2 separate regions of the Mus musculus genome follow, and region 2 is linked to region 1. The links are chromatin contacts, called in public HiChIP or PLAC-seq maps. All regions are on one chromosome and are shown on one strand. The core of a region is the stretch at or near the end of the contact, and the rest is flanking DNA. Distances in the headings are between cores, read along the strand shown. Region 1 overlaps Crebl2 (cAMP responsive element binding protein-like 2). Region 2 has its middle 22 kb from the start of Apold1.

Region 1 (4,706 bases), core at 645-3,144:
CAGAACTATGTATTGATCTTCTTGTGTTTTTTGAGTTGGCATCTCATATAGACCTGGTTGGCCCCAAACTTGTGATGTTGCTAAGAATGAACCTTCTACCTTTAGCTAAAAGTGGGCGGGACAAGTTTAATGAGGATCATTTCCTGTTTGTTGCTGTAGTCCCAGTAGGGGTGCTCTGGCTGTGGACCTGGGTGGTCTGTCCTGGCCTTCAGACTCAGTTCAGAGTCATTGGTCCCAGAGTCTTGAAAGTGCTTGCCAGGAAGAGGTTGCTGAGGGACACGAGACCGGACTGGGCTTTTCCCGTTCAGATCTTTATCCAACAGAATAGTCTGCTAGGCACAGCTCACTGCCTAACTCCAGCCCAGCCCAGCACAGCCCAGCACAGCCCAGCCATGCTTGGGACCCTGTAACAAGCAAGTAGTAGATTAGTTGAGTTTGTGGTGACCCCAGGATTAAGAATTCAACTGAAGGCTGGGTATAGTAGCATAGCCCTTTAATCCCAGCACTCAAAGAAACAAGGCATGTCGATCTCAGTTCCAGGACAGCCTGGTTTACAAATCGAGCTCCAGGCCAGCCAGAACTGCATAGTGAAACCCTGTTTAAATAAAGATAGAAAAGAAAAATAAACACAGCTGATCTTCTGCCTCATGGTTCCTAGAGTGGGACAGGGCTGCAACAGTTTCAGTCACAGCTACAATGTGTCCTGTGCCATAATCTGACTTTCTGGACAGCTCCGTGCTGTTTACAGTCTGAGTTCCTTCAGCCAGTTCTTCACCCTCTATACTCTGTGTCTCAGATGTACTGTTCTGAGCTGTATTGACCCCCATTTTGGCCATTTCCAGGGGTGCATCGGAGCCTGACTGTCCATGGTCTGTAGCATTCACCTATATCCACAGAGTACACACACCTATACCCCTGCTGAATAACTACCAAACTGATGTCACTGAACAGGGAGAAGAGGCACACTTACTTGGGTTAAAGCAAGCTGTAAAATGCCATTATTTTGCATACTTTTCACACAGGCACCCCTAGTGAGTTGAGGAATATAAAAAGGTGTGCCGATTGAGTAAGTTCTAGGCAGGCCTAGGCAACGGGAATGGTTCAATGAGCAGATGGTAGGAGGTTTTCTTCCATGAGGGCTTCTTAAGGGGGAACTGGATCTGGAGATCAGGCCCATCAGACACTTTAACTGAGTGACTTTGTGCAGTGCACACTCAGCAAAACTTTACATGACAGTCCAGACAGATTAATGACCACTTGTAATCAAGTAAGACAGAGAGTAAATAAGTGGTTCTTAAAATGAACCTAACTAATTGAAGGCTATTATTGCCACAAAGAGCCTCCAATTATACCAACTCAAAGGATAAGTATAACAATATATAGAAACCACCTGGGAATATCCTAATACTGCATTTTGATATGAGCTCATTAAATCTTTTTTTAAGATTTATTTATTATATGTAAGCACACTGTAGCTGTCTTCAGACACTTCAGAAGAGGGTGTTAGATCTCATTACAGATGGTTGCAAGCCACCATGTGGTTCCTAGGACTTGAACTCAGGACCTTCGGAAGAGCCGTCTGCGCTCTTAACCACCGAGCCATCTCACCAGCCCCAAACACTTCTATTTTTGATAACTTAAATCCTTACATACTGTGAATATTTTTATTTTCAGATTTATTTAGTTTGTCTATGGGTGTGGTCAAAAGACAGTTTGGGGGAGGGGGCTTTCCCTTCTGCTGTATGTGTGGGTTCTAGGGATCAACTCAGGTTGTCAGTGTGGTGGCAAGCGCCTTTACCTGCTGACCATCTTGCCAAGCCAATCCCGTGTTATTTAACAGGCAGGTTTTCATACCCCTGTGACTCAGAAAATGGACTAAGGACCCGCCCCATACATTTAAATAAGAAAGGATCATGTGTCTGTGTGCTTGCCTTAGTGAACGCCTATGCAACACCTATGTGCAGGGGCTCATGGGATCTCCTGCAACTGTAGTTAGTTACCTGGGTGCTGGGAACTGAACCTGGGTCTTCTACAAGAGCAGTAAGCAGTCTTCAGCACACTTGACCGTGGAAGCAGAGGTTAGCCCACCACTCTAGTTCTCCCCGTTCTACCATGTGGGGCCTGAAGTCAGGCTGTCCGGCTCTAGCGGCTGTAGGTGTACACAGTTACCCCAGTGCTGTCAAACAGGCAACTGAACGTTATTTTGGTGAAGATACTTTATTTTTCATAAAAATATAATTGTACAATTCTTTTCTGAGGAAAAAAAATCCTTCATTTGCCCCCAAATACCATGTGGTTTAATCATCTTTCATCTTTTAAAAAACAAAATATGTACTTTAATATTTGTCACAGCATGCAGCTGATCTCTGTGAAAAATAGTATTTATTTTTGTTGATCTTACTTGACTTTAACTAAAAGTAAAGCACAGCTTAAACCTGTGTTTCTATCACCAGCCAAAGCAGACCCACTGTGGGGCAAAGACGCTGAAGTTACAGCTGGTGCCGCTGAGCGTGTCCACGAGGCAGGCAGTGGCAGGGACCGCAGCACTAAAGCTCTGATTTGGGCATCCCAGGAACATTTTAGATAAGGACAGAAAACAAATTAATAACTTCACCTACAGCCTAAATGTTGACCTGACCAGATCAACTCCATATTGCACCAGTTGCTCCAGTACGTGGGAAGCAGATGCTAGAGTGGCAGAGTTGGATTGGTGTGAATGTGCAAATATATTTTCTCCTTAATCTCTGAAAAAAAAAAAAAAAAAAAGAAGCCAGGCACTTGGCCTCTTCCTGCCCTAGAGAATGGCCTTGGGCTCTGTCCTCCCAGCTTGCTCTCCTCTGGGAAGGAACTGCAGTTAGCCTGCAGTGCCTCGATGGATGGGAGTGACAAGAGATGCTGCAGCTGTTGGAATCTGGAACAGTGATTAATTAGATCACAGATTCGGGAGAAGGGCCAGCACAGTAGCTGAGCAATCACCATGCCCCCTTCAGATGCTGAGGGCCATTATCTTGGTTTGATGGCTCCAAAACACTAAAGAGATACAGGCCCTAGAGAAAACTCAAAGCGTAATCAACATTCACTCCAAAGTCCATCTCTTCTACTTGTGGATGACCGTGTGGTTACAAGGACAACCTGGGATGACCCTGAAACTACAAGTACAACCTGCAGAGGCTTCAAGCACAGTGAGACATTCCACTGAGAGGCCACACTCATCCTGGAATGTTTGCTTTAAAAACATTTTTTTTTCCTGGAGAATTCAAAAAGTAACAAACAAAGCAACACAAAGTTCTGCAAAGTAAGAGTCTACGACTGAGTCGCCCCACTGGCAGAACACGCCATCCCAGTCAGAACACTACATTGAAAACACTTACATTCGAAGGGCCTGAACATCAACAGTCCTTGTCTCCACTTATGGTCCTAAGAAGACATTAAATACCCTTAATGCCCATTTTTCTAAAACACAGCGAATCCCAGCAAGCTGGGCAGGTGCTCTGTCGGCGGGCACACACACCTAGCATGGAGATCTGAGTTCCACGCCTGCGCTCAAGGGATCTTCAGCTAACAGAAGGCAACTGGTCAGGAGACATGCCTGTCAAGAGATCACAAGCTACACAGTCCATCTCTCGTCCCACCTCACAGACAACCTTCCAGGCACGTCTGAACCGCAGCTTGCAGGCTGCGTATACCTCAGAATAACTAGGAATGTGGCCCAGCACTAAACTGTAAACTCACTTAAAACATTCAATTCTCAGGCTTCAAGTCACAACATCAAAAGGTTGGACATGCCTGTAACTATGATACCTCCCTTCAACTGCCAGTCTGTGGCAAATACTTCTTTTTCTGGAAGTCAAATTCCTGCTTCATCAGAGGGAGGAACAATTGTAATTAGCAGCAACAGAGAATACATATGACTGAACTAGTGAGAGAAGCGAGTAAAGTAGAAATTCCTTGTCTCTGAACCTCTCCTACTATGAGCTTTGCCCCTAACCACACTCCACGTGCAAATTCGGCTGTGCTGGGAACCATACAGAGCCACATGCGACTCCAAATACCCACCAGGCCCCAGGCTGCAGTACAGGGTGCAGCTCAGGATGCCCCAGCACAGTGGGGGCACAGGCTAAAGCAGGTACAAGCACACAGTAGGCTTCTTTCTCTCTGGCTCAGAACACATTCATAAGGACACTCATGTCAGGGAAGAACTGAGTATTCTGCCAACAGCAGCAGCCATAGCGTCAGCAGCAGGATGGCCTGTGCTCTACACAGCAGATACCCAGTCTCAGCAGCTACGTTCATTCTGTACGCTTTAGAAAAACCCCATGCCTCAGCTGAGTGCACAAGCAAATGTGTGTGCCAATGTGTGTACATGGAGACATACAGCAGAAACCACGTCACACATACTGCAGGTTAAGGTAACGGATGCTACTAAGAGAACTTTTCACTTAAAAATAAACTGTGGCTAATTATTCTCCAAGCATGGATTTGGCCCTAGCCAGCTTTCATAAATACAGTCAGAGGAAGAGCAAAATGAGGCTGTCAGGGGCCTTGTATTGGGCTTTGTTATGGACATTCTTTAAAACAGGCATATCACTATGGGTTATAAAAATAGAAGTGTGTATATCTGTTAATACTCACAGCTTATGCTGGAATGGCTCACAGACAAGCAAACATTACTCAAGTAACTAGAAAGGAGTAATATTGGGTCCATA
Region 2 (4,518 bases), core at 619-3,118, 100 kb before region 1:
AAGCCCCAGTGACATTGGCAAGGCCCTCCAAGCTCCCAAGGGGCTTTCCAAGGTCTTTCCCCAGGCCACAGCTGTCACAAGCTGACTGCACCATCATTAAAACCTACCTGGCCCAAGATAAGCCCATACAAACCTCCCCTCTGAGATAAACATCCCCACACATGAAAGGCAAGGCTTGGGAGCAAGGCCAATGCGGCCTCTCCTGAAACCTTGGTCTCTCCGTGTTTATTCTCTTGCTTCTTCCTAATTGTGTTTACTTCTTACTTATCAATTTTCTGACCAATGCACCGAATGCTGGACCGTTGTCACGGTGCCCAGGGAACTAATTACGCCCCTCCTCAGAGCTCTAAACAAAGCCAGACAAGACAGCGGAATGGAAGGAGACGCCAGATCACTGTTTATTCCTGATAGAGCTTGATTGCTAAGTGTAGTTTAATGTGAGAAGCAGAAGAGTTTCCCAACTCAGTGGTCTGAAGCTTTATTGGGAAAGAGCCCCAAATCTGCCAATTAAGCCACAGCCCAAGGGCAGAGCTAGGAAAGGCAGCCAGGGAGAGCCGGGCTTATACTAACATAACACAGCTCTCTACCTAAAAGGACAGCCAGCCTTTGGTTTGTTTCAAATTGTTTTGGTTTTTGAAACAAGGTCTCCTATACCACAGCTGGTCTTAAACCTGATTTGTGGCTGACACTGACCTTCAACTTCTGATCCTCCTGCCTCCACCTCCTGAGTGCTAAGATCACAGCTTTGAGCCGCTACACAGTTGATGAAGGTCTAGGGATCAAACCCAGGGCAAGTACTCACTCAAGTACTCGAGTCACCAAACTAAACCCCAGCTTTGGTTCGTTTTCCTTTCCTTTTTAATTGTTAGGTTTGTTGTGTGGATGTGTGGATGGGAACCAGTGTGCCACAGCGCAGGGGTGGAGGTCAGAGGACAACTTCAACCACTTCCTGGGCTCTAGGCATAGAACTCAGGCTTTGAGTGCCCTACCCACTGAGCCATTCACTTGGCCTTGGGTCGGGTGCTTTGGGCTTTGTGTGGAACAGCATCCTGCTGTGTTCCTGGGGCTGGCCTAGAAGTCCATATAGGCTGGGCTGATTGCTCTATTTGTAGCTAAAAAACAGTTTTGTTTTGTTTTTGTTTTTAATGTCCCAAGTCAGTCTAAGGAGATTAAACGTAGGGCCTGGTGTTTTCTAAATAAGCATTCTACCACTGAGGTATACCCCCCCCCCAAAAAAAAGCGTTTTTTACTTAGATACATTTGTTTTATTTTGATAGTTAAATCTCTTAAGTAGCCAGGCATGGCTGCACTGGCCTGTAATCCCAGGAAAGAGGAAAACAGACAGGAGAAGGAAAACAGAAAATGTTGGCTTGAGGCTAGCCTGGATTCCACAGTGAGACTCTGTCTCAATCGATCAATTATCCCTTAACTAATCAATTAGTTAAATGAGAACTTCTCAGGCTAACACACCACTTGGAGGCATCAGATGTGCCTCTGGAGCCTTGCTGTTCCCAGGTAGGCATTGACCTTGTGGTAATCCCCCTGCCCCAGGCTCCGGAATTCTGAGGTTATAGGTGTGTGCTACCTTACCCAACTTGAACATTTAAAGAAGGAAAGAGAATGTGAAAAGGGAGAGAACGCTCTTTAGACTGTTATTTGCATTTCCTTGCTTGTCTTCAAAAATTGTGTAGCTAATCCATCCCGCTCCCCTCTCCCCGCTCCCTGCTCCCCACCCCCAACCCCCACCATTCTCCCCTTCTCAAACTTCCAGTCCCTTTCTCTTTTAACCACGACCTCTCTCTGTGTTCGGAAGAGCCTTTTGGCCTCCTCTAGTTCTCCTCTCTGCCAGTGCCCCTGCTTAGTTCAACAAAGGCGCTCTAGTGAGCACAGGGCACAGAGGGTACAAAGCTACAAAGCTCGCATTCTTCCTGGTAGACAAGAAAAGAGGTGTTGGCAGCGCGCATCATTTAAAAGCGTGTATCCTCTGCCCCAAAGGCATAAATAAAATTCCAAGTAGGCCAGAACTCAGCAGGAAAGAAAAGAAAACTCAATGTCAAGGGTCACTCAGGAAGGGGATCTAGGTAGACTTAAATTTGTTGTGACTTTGGTGGAGAGAAATCAGAACCGTGAATCTTGGGTGGAGGCAGACAATGAATGAAATGAGATTCCTAACGGGGCCAGGTCCCCGTCTGCAGGCCAGGAGCTGGGAAGGGCTCTCCAGAGATGCTGAGCATGGGGACAGGATGAAGAGTGAAGAGGAAAAAAAAAAAAAAAACGATGCACGAATTCACAGCAAGCATGCATGGACTTCACTGACAGCTACAGATTCTGGGAGGGACAATGAGAGACAGCACCAGAGTCACCTAATCCACCTCACCATGCAGAGCAGAGGAGTCAGGAGTGCAAGTGACACTTTCCAGTCACATTTAAGAATATCACCAGCCCTCTACATCTGTAAACCCCCTGTGTGGGTTCAGCCACCTGCTGGTGGGAAACATTTGAAATATATTTGGATTTTTACTCTTGTTATCTCCCAAACAGCGCAGGATGACTGTTTGCATAGCATTTATATTCTGGTGGGTGTTGTAAGCATTCTATAGATGATTTATAAGATTTATCGTGCTTTTAATTTTATGTGTCTGGGTGTGTGTGTGTGTGTGTGTGTGTGTGTGTGTGTGTGTGTGTGTGTGTGTGTATGTACAAGGAGGTGCCATATTGTCCGGAAGAAGGTATCCCATCCCATGGAGCTGGGGTTGTAGACAGTTGTGAGTGGCTCCAAGTTCGTGCTGAGAACTGAACCCTGTCCTCTCTGAGAGTAGTATGCACTTTTAACCACTAAATCACCTCTCCAGCCCATCTAGGCTCACTTAAAGCCCAGAGAAGGGCATGTGTCCGTTGCAGACAAATGCTGTACCATTTTACAGGAGGGCTGTGAGCACCCAGGGAATCTGATTCCAATGGAGATGCTGGAATGAATCCACTGGAATACCAAAGACTCGTGTAAGCATTCTTAATGTGCCAGTGTAGCATGTTACCACCGGCAGCCTAGCACACAGTCAATACCTCACATATTTGGGACTGACTGATGAGGTGGCTTAGGGTGCTAAGATGCCTGCTTGAGTTTGATCTCTAACTCCTGAAGGCTGTCATCTGACCTCCACACAGGGGCTATGGTATATGAGGATACATATATACATGCATGCATACATAGATTCATGGGTTTCACCGGGGCAGAGTTCCTTTGTAGATGTTGTAGAAGACAATCTACCTCCCTGAAATCCTGCTTCTTTGGCCTTATAACCTCTTTATTTTTCAGAACTTCCAAGGTTGCAAGGTAGAGTCAGTCCCCATGTCACTACGGTTCTATCTGGTCCACATTTCAGGATGATGTCATTCCAATAGAACCATCTGAATGATCCAAGCTGACTCCCTACTGTAAGGTCAGCAAATTAACAAATTTAATTCTCTGCAGCCTTAATTCTCCTTTGTCATAGGACATAACATACTTGCGAATTCCAGGTTTTTTTTTAAGATTTATTTATTTATTATATGAAAGTACACTGTAGCTGTCTTCAGACACTCCAGAAGAGGGCATCAGATTTCGTTATGGATGGTTGTGAGCCACCATGTGGTTGCTGGGATTTGAACTCGGGACCTTTGGAATAGCAGTCAGCACTCTTAACCACTGAGCCATCTCACCAGCCCCAGGTTTTTTTTTTTTTAAACATCTTTTTTTTAAATATATTTATTTATTCATTTGTTTGTTTGTTTGTTTGTTTTTATGTGTATAGGTACACTGTAGCTGTACTGATGATTGTAAGCCATCATGTGGTTGCTGGGAATGAAGGTTGCTCGCTCCAGTCTGCCCTGCTCCCTCTGGCCTAGAGATTTATTTATTATTATATCTAAGTACACTGTAGCTGTCTTCAGACACACCAGAAGAGGGCGTCAGATCCCATTAGAGATGGTTGCAAGCTGGACAGTGGTGGCGCACGCCTTTAATCCCAGCACTCAGGAGGCAGAGGCAGGCCGATTTCTGAGTTCAAGGACAGCCTGGTCTACAGAGTGAGTTCCAGGACAGCCAGGGCTACACAGAGAAACCCTGTCTCAAGAAAAGAAAAAAAAAAAAAAAAAACAAGAAACACAGATAGTTGTGAGCCACCCATGTGGTTGCTGGGAATTGAACCCAGGACCTCTGGAAGAGTAGTCAGTGCTCTTAACCTCTGAGCCATCTCTCCAGCCCAAATTCTAGGTTTTAAGATTTGTCTATTTGTTATTTTTCTTGGCACATTGACTGAATACCTACCAGGAGCAGCTTTAGGGAGGAGGAGTTTACTCTGTCCAGGGGATGCAGTTAAGGCAACTGGAACAGACCCTTCAAGGCAGCACCAGGGAATCAGGAGCAGCCTGCAAAGTGGAGCAAGAACTAGCCTATAACCTTCACGGCTCACCCCAAAGCCCTGTTTCTATCAGAGAGGCCTCATGTCCCAAAGGTTCCACAACCTTGACAAACTGGGG

The links. HiChIP or PLAC-seq counts read pairs in DNA pulled down with a chosen protein or histone mark.
Region 2: a contact with region 1 is called in an H3K27ac HiChIP or PLAC-seq map of embryonic stem cells, with 6 read pairs. The contact joins two enhancer-like sites. A contact is called at or near these places in 10 of 484 Hi-C or Micro-C datasets (B cells, the G1E-ER4 cell line, LSK cells and 7 more), 6 of 115 datasets of contacts at active chromatin or transcription factors (bone marrow-derived macrophages, double positive thymocytes, embryonic stem cells and 2 more) and 3 of 9 other capture datasets (adipose tissue, liver and pancreatic islet).

What each region holds. Positions count from the first base shown.
Region 1 is chr6:134,856,424-134,861,129 of GRCm38.p6, reverse strand. Crebl2 (cAMP responsive element binding protein-like 2) reads right to left here. Exons shown (of 5, transcript NM_177687.3): 5 at 3,247-4,706. Among named protein-coding and RNA genes, the nearest start is that of Crebl2, 29 kb to the right of the region's middle. Within about 2 kb of position 1,894, at least 8 of the 459 cell types and tissues checked have an H3K27ac peak or open chromatin away from gene starts, as enhancers often do. A contact at or near this core is called in embryonic stem cells and liver, where this site is marked.
Region 2 is chr6:134,957,956-134,962,473 of GRCm38.p6, reverse strand. No RefSeq gene overlaps it. Among named protein-coding and RNA genes, the nearest start is that of Apold1, 22 kb to the left of the region's middle. Within about 2 kb of position 1,868, at least 25 of the 459 cell types and tissues checked have an H3K27ac peak or open chromatin away from gene starts, as enhancers often do. A contact at or near this core is called in embryonic stem cells and liver, where this site is marked.